Linked DNA regions of Sus scrofa: region 2 is linked to region 1. Evidence: chromatin contacts called from public HiChIP or PLAC-seq data. All regions are on one chromosome and are shown on one strand. Each heading gives the region's core, a stretch centred on a gene start, on an enhancer-like site or on the middle of the called end of the contact. The rest is flanking DNA. Distances are from core to core; before and after follow the strand shown.

Evidence for each region. HiChIP or PLAC-seq counts read pairs in DNA pulled down with a chosen protein or histone mark.
Region 2: a contact with region 1 is called in an H3K27ac HiChIP or PLAC-seq map of skeletal muscle, with 3 times the contacts expected there. The contact joins two enhancer-like sites. A contact is called at or near these places in 2 of 47 Hi-C or Micro-C datasets (heart right ventricle and retroperitoneal adipose tissue) and 1 of 2 datasets of contacts at active chromatin or transcription factors (skeletal muscle).

What each region holds. Positions count from the first base shown.
Region 1 is chr1:24,527,350-24,533,261 of Sscrofa11.1, reverse strand. No RefSeq gene overlaps it. Among named protein-coding and RNA genes, the nearest start is that of CITED2, 630 kb to the left of the region's middle. Within about 2 kb of position 2,596, at least 28 of the 83 cell types and tissues checked have an H3K27ac peak or open chromatin away from gene starts, as enhancers often do. A contact at or near this core is called in skeletal muscle, where this site is marked.
Region 2 is chr1:24,804,627-24,810,538 of Sscrofa11.1, reverse strand. The region is part of intron 2 of LOC110259987 (a long non-coding RNA gene); the gene reads left to right. Among named protein-coding and RNA genes, the nearest start is that of CITED2, 350 kb to the left of the region's middle. Within about 2 kb of position 3,253, at least 18 of the 83 cell types and tissues checked have an H3K27ac peak or open chromatin away from gene starts, as enhancers often do. A contact at or near this core is called in skeletal muscle, where this site is marked.

The DNA.
Region 1 (5,912 bases), core at 1,347-3,846:
AGTCGGTTGAATTTTCCAGGCATTCCCCAACTTGGTTATTATGGAAGCATCCCATTTATGTGTGGGGTTTATAAGCAGCTGTTCCATGGATGATGGAAAATACACATCCAGGATTTATTAGTGTGTTGGATCAAGTCACAGGCTTTGGAGAAATAGAGCAATTCAAGGAAATCATGAATTTTATAAAAGATAAAAGGAAGAAGATGTAAGGGATTCTGCAATTGGATATCCATAAAAAAAGATGTTGAGTCCTAGCCTTGTCAATCAATTTAGATTGGACATCTATGAAGCTCAAGAGAAAATTCAGTTCAGTAGCTTGTGAAGAGTGGTGTTTTTCACAGAGAGAGTTGATCCATTGTATAGAATAGTAAGTGGATTTACTGACTGTTAATAATTGCATAATTTTAAAAGAAAAACATGTTTGGGTAAAGACACTAATTTATTTGGCTAGGTCATGATGATGTGATGATGTTCTTAAGGATGGTTCCAAATAATGACCTTGGATGCTGAGAAAGGTTAATAAGAATTCTTTTTTCTTTCTTTTTTCTATAAATCATTGGCTCTTTTGCTTTTCTAGTACTTGTATTTCCCCTTTTAAATATGAAAGCACTCAGTGTTAAAATCTGGACATTTTAAAGTTTAATTTGCAATCATCTAAACTCTAACAAATCAACAAAGGTCTCTTTCTAACATTGATTTACTTTCAGAGGGTCATTCATAAACATATTCATTACAGACACACTCCTCAAATATTCAATAATACATCAATCACTGAGCTGTTTATGTTAAGAGACACAATTGAAATTGAACAATATAACTCAATAAAATTACTGGCCTTTTTATTTATTCATCTAAACCCTAGTTGCTCAGTCACTGTAAACAGATCCATTGAAAACAATTCACTTTTCTGTTGTTTCATGATTGATCTTCTCAAACACATGATTATTCTTAATTCAGACAAAATATTTCATTTCTTTAAGTACATGAAAAGGAATTAGAGCCAGCTGAATGCAATAAGGGATGAGGAAGGAAGACGCTCAATAAAAGGAAATCAAACCTGTTTACAAGTCTGGGATCTAAACACTTGTGAGGTTTGTGGTTTTGGAAACTATATTCATATGTTAAAGGAGAAAATGATGAAGGCTAGATAAACATGGGTTTAAAATGGCCTGGGTCAGATTCTCATTCCTCCTTGCACCCTAAATACCTCTTTTAAGCAAAGAATGCCCCTTAATTTCAAAGACATCCTGTTCAGGCAAAACACACTAGCATATGCTGGAGAGAAAGAGAAGTTCATTTTTTTCTGAAAGGATCAAGATATATCTATTATTCAGAAGACATCAGTTAAAACATGGACGTATTCATAAAAACAATTAAGGTATGTAGTGATCATGGGATACACCAAATTATCATCTCCTGCATGCGAATGGTAACTCTTAGTTTCCTAAATCTGTTTTTTGTTTCCAGTTCTTCTACTTTGAATATATGATACTGAAAATATGCTAAATGCAGCCCTTGGGCAAATTAGAACCAGAGATTGGTAAAACATTAGGAATTTTTTTTTTCCTTTTTCAATTTGAAGTGTTGTGTTTATTTAGAAAGTAAAGAAAGTTAATATAAGTACATTCTGGAATCATAAGGATGACCATCTGCTAACTAATTACTATCCTGGAGTTTAAGTGCCCCTTAGGCATATTTATATATTTATTTACATTTTAAACCTGATCGTTGTTTAGAAGAAATGAGAATAATAGGGTTTAAGCTATTGTATGTTGTATATGCAGTATATGTACATATAGTATACTGCATACTAGATACGCAGTCATATTGGATCAATGTCACTTCAAGCGATGGGTAACCAAAAAAGATACTGACTGCAGGAGCCTTTTAATTTGTAGGCTCTGAAATTCTGATGACTGGGGAAAAAGAAAAAGAAAGGCTGAAGGGAACTGGCATTTTAATTCCATGTGGCTGAGCTTTTTAGTTGCATTCAGACACTTCTATTTTTATTTCTTCAAGCTGGGCCCATTTCCAAGTAGGAAGCTGTGGAATTATTGCTCTCACTCCCACATTTAGTGCAATCCCCTATAATACTAAGGTTAGGTCAGCCTTTTCCCTGTCCCCTGCATTAAACCTACAAATAGATCAGATTTCATGATAAGGAACAAGCAAAAAAGGACAAAAGATTTTAAGTGAAACATTGAACCAGCTTGACTTGAATTTGAATTGAATCAACTGCATAATCTAATGTTCACATAGTGCTTTGGCCTCAGATCCTGGTTGGTTTCACCCCATAGCATTTAAGTTATTCTTTCTTTCTTTTCCTTCCTTTTTTTTTTTTTTTCATTGCCTTGCTGTGTGCTGATACATTTAAAAGGATAGCTCTTTGTGTTTTATGCAATGGAAAAATTGCTGTTGAAGTCTTAGCCTTGAAAGGCACAGACTGTATCTAAAAACAGAAAAAAGCAATCTTTTGCCCCGCCTCCAATTGGTTGTTTGGAAACAGCTGTTGGACGCCAAGTTTGTACTTCACCCTTATCAGCCCATTTGGTGAGATCAGAATGTGCCTGAATAACTCTGAAGGTCAAAATATGTTGACTGAATTTTCTGCTGCTACCATTCCAGAAAGCCAGCTCATACTATCCCTGACTGTCAACAGCAGCCAGGCTCTGCCCTTCTCATGATCATGACACATAGTGGAAGTATCCCTGGTTTCTCTACATCCAAATCCCTGCATGATGTGTGTTACACTCAGGATAAGCACAGCAGGATGGCCTGCCAGTGGACCTGACAGATCTGGCCTACTAACATATGGAATTGCCCTCCAAAATAAAACACACTATTGCATTGACTTGTCATGATTCAAGGCCCACAATATTTGTTTGATCTTCTTTTTCTCAACCATAGGTGTCTAATTTATGGTATCTACAACATTTGTCTGAGAGAACTGGGCATTATAATTTTCATATTCAAGCTCATAATCATTTTAGCTTTCCAAAAACGATGCTGCATTGGTCTTAATTGCTTCTTGAGTTGAAGATGTTCTTTCCAGCCCTTATTTACAGTGCAGCTCAAAATGCTTCCTAACATGAACAGAGGGGTCTTTGATTTTTATAATTATTTAATCATTCAGTCTTTTTACAGAGTTGGATCATGCTATATTTTTACTTAGCTATTAGAAAATACTCACTGGGAGTTCTGTTGTGGCTCAGCGGAAACGAATCTGACTAATATCCATGAGGATATGGGTTTGATCCCTGGCCTGCTCAGTGGGTTGGGATCTGGTGTTCCTGTGGTTGTGGTGTAGGCCAGCAGCTGTAGCTCTGATTCAGCCCCTAGCCTAGGAATTTCCATATGCCACAGACACAGCCCTAAAAGGAAAAAAAAAAAAGCAAGAAAGAAAATACTCATTGAACAATAAGAACTTTTAAATATTATAAAATTCTGTTCTAGAATCTCATCTTAATGATACCTACTTCTTAGCTTAAAAACATTGTCTAAAAGATGTTAAGTATTAATCTTGCATTTTGCAGCACGCTCACATTTATCTCCAAATAATGTACAGTGTTTTGGCAGTTATTTATCTAGTTATTTATATATTTATGTGATGCCTATTTCTGAAATATTCAGTGCCTTTGACAAGTGTGCTGTGTTGGCAGAAAATAACGTTTAAGAGAGAAACAATATTCTATTTCACTTGACTACTTCAATACAACAACTATAGTAGTATTTTATGACTTAATGAACAACCATCAGAAGGAAAGAGAAATAGACCAACCAATCACGCAAGTTATCAAGTCACAGAGACTAAATAAAAACTCTGTGTGGATTTCTTTTCAAGGTGAAAAAAAAAAATAGAGCTGTTATCCAAAAGGTGAAATAATGAATTTAGGGGAAACATACATTTTAAAAGGCTTGTAACTGATTTTTATTTTGCTTTGTATGTCAGGTTCCTCCTCTAAACTCAGAGCTTCCCTTTTCCTCACAGGAGTCAGTTTGGGCAAAAGGCCATTGAACTATGTGGAGAATCATTATTTGAACAAGACATTTATCATCAGGTTTAGATGGTTTGATATGCAGTTATTCTGAAGACCAGTTAAATATCATACCTAATGTTCATAAAACAGACCAAATTATATTCTTACATGAGTAACATATCTTAGTTTCCCATATATGTTTTCTCTTTCAGTTTATTTTCTTTTCACAAATGATATTAAAAATGTGCTAAGTTGGTGAACTAGGATCAAGATATGCATATAACTGTATTTCAGCCAGAGATGTTTCAGCAGGGCATATTATTTGTCATTAAACTCTGTTTTAATATTGTAATAAGTACAATATTTTGACATAGAGAACATTTCACAAATTTTCTCTTTCTTGGGAAATACTGCCAATATTTCTTTGTCACCATAATACAGTTATTTGAGGAAGTGGTGGTAACCTATGAACTCTCCATCAAGCTCATCAGGAAATTGCTATAAAGAAGGAATTGTCAAGTGATGCCCTTGATCCCTTAGGGAAGAGTGGGTCTCCTTTTGGGGAAGCTGAGAGAGATTTATTTAGGAAGAAGTATTGAGAATTGTCTTTTTTCCCCAATCTCTGCCTGAATTTTGCTTACTTATTATAGATGCTGTTTTCATCTTCTGAAATTGCATTCCACTTTTATAAAAGATTTGGTTTAACTTTAGGGGATTTTCCTGCAAGGCTTGCTTCCATTCAAATTTCCTTAAGATGTTTTAATATCTATTCTGGTGGCTCTTTCTCTAATGGTATCAGGATGAGCTCTTTCTAAAAGTTTGTAAATTCAGATTTAGTATCCAGTTAAATGCAGATGTTAAATGCAGATATGTTCTAGGGTCTTCATCACATAATTCCAATATCAATACATTTCATTAACCTTTGAATTTTTATTAAACATTTCTTACCCAGAAAAAATTAAATAATTTAAAAAAATTAAAATAAAGTAAATACCACATTATGGTAGAAAAGTAAATAAGACTGCACCTGCATGGGTGTCTGTTTTATGGAGAAAGGTACACTGAGAAGAACAAACTAAAAAGTACAGTGGCTTTTGGAATTGCTGTAAAGATAAAACCATGCCATTACGTACAGAACCCCACAAATATAAACATAATTATCTTTGACTATGTGGATTATGCCTAAAAATGGATTGTTTTTTACTGCTTTTTTCCCCAAATACAACATAGAAAGGAAATTTAAAAATATAATTGTTTGAAGTGTGCAGTGTGTACTTTGCATTCAAAGAAATATGGCAACTCTGTGCCCTTGAGTAAGTCAATTAACTTCTCTAGTTGCAATTTTCTCTTCTGCAAAACCAGGGATTGGACTGTGTATCTCTTAGATTTATTCAGGTTACAGTATTGAATACTTTGACCCATTTTATAAAACTTACCACATCTTAATTTATCAACCTAAAGTTACATATTTGTTTGTGGGTTCTTTCTAAAGTTATTTCACACCATTGGTTGTTGCACTTGCTTAGTATTCAGGAGGAATTAAAGATGGAGGAGATTGGACAAGAAGCAGGAATAAAATATAATTTCTGAAGCTCAAAGAGCTAAAAGGTATTACAGATAATACCATTTTTGAGGAAGATTTGGGGATAAGGAAAATTTTAGTGTCTATGCGTGTTGTACACATTTTGTTTGATAGTTATTTACTTCTCACAGCAGCTCTGAAATAGGTATCAATATCCAGTTTATCCTGTTTGTAAATTGTGGCTCAGTGGAGCCTAAGATCCATACAGCTAGGAAGTAAAGCCCTCATATGCTCTTTCCAGATCACAATGTGATTTTTGTTTATGAGGGTGGAATAGCAAAAGAGAGGTGTGTATGGGAACACTGAGTAGCGCATACAATAAAGAGCTTAATATCTAGTTTTCCATCCAGCTC
Region 2 (5,912 bases), core at 2,004-4,503, 280 kb before region 1:
AATAGCACCCAGTGTTTTACTCAGTACGAAGAGGATCAAAATTAAGCAAAAGTATTAGACTCCTTCATTCATTCATTAAAAGAACTACATTGTCCACCTTGAACCCCAAAGGCTTCCTGGAAAGAAAAAAAACAAACAAAAAAAACGCTAAAGCAAATGCAAACAATAGAACTTTTCTCCTCAAGGAAGAACCGTTTCAATTTTACTTGGCTATAAAGTATTTAGCATTTTGTTCAAGGGTATCTATTCTAAGAAGTTAATTATTGATTCAGTGGGACTATAATTTTAATATTTATTAGGAGCAATTTTGGTGATACAACATAGATTCATGCCATTTACATGTTTAGAAAGAATCAGTAACATGTTAATGATAAAGCTCTTTTATACTTTTGTTTATTTATTTACTTATTATTTATTTATATAAATCCCCCCTTTTTATTTAAAGGGCTTAAAGTGGTTAAGAAAATTAAATACACCAATTAAAAAATTGTTGTGAAAACAGAAAGTAACACAAGATTACATATGTAAAATAGAGTCAAAAGTAAGAAAAAAAAAGTGGACTTGCATACTTGCCAAAAAGTTAGCTCTAAGCTGTCTGTCAGCCAACCTGAAAAAGAATAACTTGATCAGGTATGCAATACACAGTATTTGAGAGATAAAATACTTCATTTTACGTAGGAGATCTATAATGATTCTTAACACAAAGCCTAGGCAGACACTTCTTTTGAAGATGTTCACAGAGTTCCGTGTGTTGGCAGAATGCCCCTAATTTTTGACCACATCCATTTAAGTGTGGACCAGGGTGAGTCTCATGAGGTGTGTCTATAGTAATTCTTAATACAAATGATCTTCACATCATGTTGTTCAGTAAAAGGAATTCTACTAATATCTCTACAATGAGTTCCATGAATAAAATTTCCCCTGATCTGGCTAAATTTGGAAACGGATTTGAGAGTATCTGCCTAAATGGACAGACAGCTTTATCAATTAAGTTGGGTTAGTTGGTACTGTGATGACAAATAACCAGAAAATCTCAGTGGCTTAAAACTTCAGTGTTTATTGCTTGTCCATGTTATGTATTCATCATAGGCTGAAAAAGGGTTTCTGCTCATTAATGACATGCTTTCATAATTACAAAAACTGGAGGGAAGAACATGACTGACTCAAAACTTTGGCCTAGAACACTCTTCAAATCTTCTGACATTTCACTGGGCAGCAAGTCAGCCATGGAGCCAAGCCAGTCTCCCGTAGAACAAGGATGTACACTCCTCCCATAGGGAGGTGCATGGGGTATTATGAACAACAATACAAGTTGTGACAACTCTGCTTCCTCAACAAAAAACTCAGCTGACATGTCTCAAGATATTGGGTGACAAAACCCTTCAAATTGCATTATTTCCTATTGACTACTTGATATGCAGTGTCCTCTGCTAGTGGTTAAAAAAGAGAATTGTGCTTTCCACAGAGAGATTAGCTGGGATAGGATTGACAGGCTGCCATGAAAATAAAGTAGCCTGCAAGAACCCGTGCCAGAATACTCTCTAAAATGTAATATTTTTTATTGTTTTGGTAAAATATACCTTGCTTTTTTCTTTCTCTAATTACAACATATTGGTAACTAGACACATATACAACTACATAGAGATATAATGATGATGTTCGATTCACCTTGACATTCTCTTTTGGCTCCTCCCATCAAAAACATTTAGTGATTCCCAGTGGCATTCCTAGCATATTTGACACCTTAACTGCATCATTTTTATAACGCTATGTCCACCCTTCATCTTGTGATGAAATTATTTTCATGTAGCATTTGGTAATATAATTTTTAAATCTTTTTTTTTAAAAAAACAATAAAATAAATGATTGTGATTTTAAACATTGTCCAAGTTTGTAAAATATTTTATAGCTATTAACTAAAAGTTGCACTTTCCAAATTAAAATATTATAAATGCATTTGCACTGAAACAAAGTTAGAAAACTCCAGTGATCCAATAGGATGACAGAAGTGAAATAACTCACGTTTTGATTCTTTGAATTCAAACCGCAGCTATGTCTGCTCAAGGCAAACTCAAGGATTCCCAGTTTATTCTTGGATGCATGTAGTCAAGTATAGAACTGGGAATTGGCTGAATTAACTTGTATGTAGAATGCAGTGCTTAGTAAATGATAAATCAATAAAAATGTGATCAAACCTTACATATTATTAAAGTGCAACATTAATGGCAGCAAAAGTAAGGTTTACAAAAGTTTTTATTTTTACAAGGAGTATTTATCACTTCACTATTTAGAGTTATAGGCATGAGATGATAATTCCAATCAGAATGACTTAAATTCAGCGTACCCTTTTATTGCTTATACCTAGGAATAGTACTAACACCACCATATTTGGTCATCTGCTGGTACTGCCCATTAATGACATAATTGAGTGCAGAGTAATGACCCTAACAAAGTCCTCCATCGTAGAGCCTCAACCTTATTTTAGCCTACTCCTCCACAATTTCCCTCATTGAAAATATCCCATCATCTAGAACTGTGGAAAAATTCTACTCCCTGAGCCCTTCTCCTTCTTTTAAAAAAAGTATTTTTATATATTTATTTATGTTTTTCCCTCTGATGATTTAAATGTAAAGAGCATAGGCTTTAGAACCAGGATTTTCTGGGTTTGAATTTTCTCTCTTCAGGTCATAAATTGTATGCCCTTAAGCAAATTACCGAACCTATCTGGGCCTTAGCCTCCTCACCTAGAGGAATCGTGATAGCCTCTGTTTATAAATACTGCTGGATTAGCTGAGAACACAAAATATAGGTGAGATTGTCATAATAAATATATGTTTATCTTTTATCTACTAAATTTTATATATCCAACACTTATAGAACTTTGTTCAAAACAGGTCCTCATAGAACTTGAACAAGTGCATTGAACTGATTGAACTTGATGTTATACAGGCTACAAAGGTACATATTATAGGCTCGTGGTCCAACTCTTTCTCTTATTGCCTCAGCTGTGAGCCTTGAGCATCATCATGAGAAGCAAATCTAGGCTATGTCTCATTTGGCCTCAGTTCTTCTTCAGCTGTCAAGACCTCTCATTCAAAACAAACATTGTGACAAAACAAGGAGGTAGCAGAAGCATAACTGGGAGTGTTAACCACAGGGGAATCTGGATGAGGCGTCTGTATCACCTTCAGAGCCATCTTAGCATTTTGAGCAGCTCAGAAGTCAGGAATGCTGTTGTCATCAGTGTTAGAGCCTCATCCTGAATAAATACCAAGTTAGGAGGAAGATGACTCAGCCCTCAGAGCTGCCTAAACCTCATACTCCTCTGATATTTTAAGCAACAAAAAGTGGTAAGCAGCTGTTAGATATCTTTGCTTCTTTGTTCAGGCAAAGCTTAGCCTGTTCCATTCGGAAAGAAAATGGTCATAATTTCCAGCCCATTTAAAGCTCTCCTTTCTTAGAATTGTTACTGCACATGTAGCCTGGACAACACAACCTAGTTTTATATAGCCTCATCTCATTTTCTAATTATTTCCTGATTCCAAGGGGGATCAAGTTTGTTATGGGAAGAGACCATACTTTGTATTCCTTGTACATTCTTTCCAAATTCAGAGATTAATCTTGAACCCATAGTAGGTGGTACATACAAACACTAATTTCATTCATGTAGGTCTTTAAAATGAACAAGTTACTTCTATATCCATTCTTCCCTTTGAACTTCACTACGACCCCATAAAGTAATTGTTATTATCTCTATTTTATAGGCCAGGAAACTAAGATTCAGAGATTAAGTACACTGCCAAAGATCATATAACCAGTAATTAGCAGAACCTGAATATGTATATATATGTGTGTATGTGTGTGTGTGTGTGTATACATATATATGTGAACGTATATACATTCTGAAAATATATGTGGAATTTATATGATGTAAATTTCAGAAACACCATCTTAAATTTCATTATTTAATGAGAGCTAAGTTGAAAGACTTTAAGAAAGTATATTTAATTTTTTCTGGGTATTGGATTCCTGTTGCTCACTTTTTTCCTCTGGCTCTGGAATTAGAATACCTTTTGTCATTTGTGAAGATGTAGATCTAGAACCTAAATTATTTTATGCCTACACAGGAAAGTTTATCTCTGCATATGTAAGGAGAAATGGGACAGGAAAATTCCCAAGTATTAAGAAACCACAAATTCATTTGTACCCTAGTTAATGTGTTTGCAGCAGATATTCAGAAAATTCACAATATTCAGGTGCATCATTGTTCATCTTAAAAATAAGGAAGGGTGAGCAAGAGTCTATATGGTTAAGGGGAAAAAATGGTGTAAATAATTTAAAGTATTAGAGTCATTTGACTCAGTTGATAGGTATCTCTGCAGGACCTGCATTTTCTATCATGGTTTTGAACACATGTTAAAGGTGGGGAAGGTCTGATAATCTTGAAGTTCAATCAAGATAACCCAGTTTATACACTCAAGTGACTCAAAAGAACTAGGGAACTACCTAGCTGTTTCATTTTGGTGTCCTGCTACAAATGGACAGCAACTCCAAGACTGATGAAAGACACTTGTCTCGATTATTGTGTTATGATGTATAGATTCCTGCTGTAGAACATAATTGAATATTTTGTCTTTAGAGCCTTCCTCTTTCAGTTATTGCTATGCTAGAGTAAATAAACATCCTGTTTAAATCAACAAAGTAATAATTTAAGCAAATTAAATGTTAAAGCTTATTAAATCTGTGAAAGAACTTGAGTTTCAGTATGAGTGAGTGCAAGCACAACAATTTAGTCTTGATTTGAAAGATTATTGAGTGTGATGTACAAACATTTTGGGTTGCTTGTATAATTAATGTCCTCAGTAATTTACCACACCTTTTCCTTCATTCATGAAAATTGCAAAGGACGAACTGTCAGTGGATTTTTGAGGAAGTTGGCTTCATTGATCACCAGAGTAGGAAAAGAGTGGTCCAGGGAGGGGTGGGAAGTAGGAGAGCACTGAGAAGGTCATTATTGTAGCTACAGAGAAATCTCTGTTTCTCTCTCCCAGTTTAATCCCTCCATCCTATTCTCTGTGCATTAACCTGGAATAGATCACTGTGCTTCTCCATTTAAAATAATGCAGAGACGTTTAGATTGATGATTACTGCTGCATTCAAGGTTCGGTAAATAATAACATTACTGTCTAGCACATTACGTGAGATCACCTAAATATAAGTGGAAGATGTTTCATGTCATGGTCAAGTCTAATATGTGTAATTTACAGGCTTAATTCACACTGTCAGAAGTGTCTGTTGAAGAGGGCAAGAGTAGTCACCCTTATCCAGAAAAAATATGTGAAGCTTGTGTCTTTTTCTAAATCTGAGCTTTAAGAAATTGTGCAATCCAAAGGAAAATCCCTCTCGAGGGAAAAAGTAAAATCATTTATGATCACCCTCTCTCCTCACTAAATTTCATTGAGCACATTTTGTGAACTTAGTATGTGTCAGACACAATGTGCAAATGATTGTGGCGGGGTAGGAAGTGGAAAAAAATCATTGGATATCTGCCTTACTTTCACGGTTACCATGATCTGGTTCAGCCGTCTGTCTTTCACTTCTGGTTAGAAGTACCCCGAAGTGTTATTAAAAAGTCTTAACCTTGCTTCCATTTTGTCCTCCAAGTCTTACACTTTTATCTTGTTGTTGTTGTTATTCTCTGAAACCATATTCAGCTAATTTGACCCTTCCTCACAGCTCTGTCTATACATCTTTAAAATATGTTTTCTCTCCCAAGAGACCTTTATCACTTCTTATCTCATCTGTCTTCTTTCTTCTACATTTTTGCTGATTTTCCTAACAACTTCAGACTGCATCCGGGCAGTTTATGATTCCGTGAGTTGGTGGGCAAATCCACCATCATCATGGTTGGT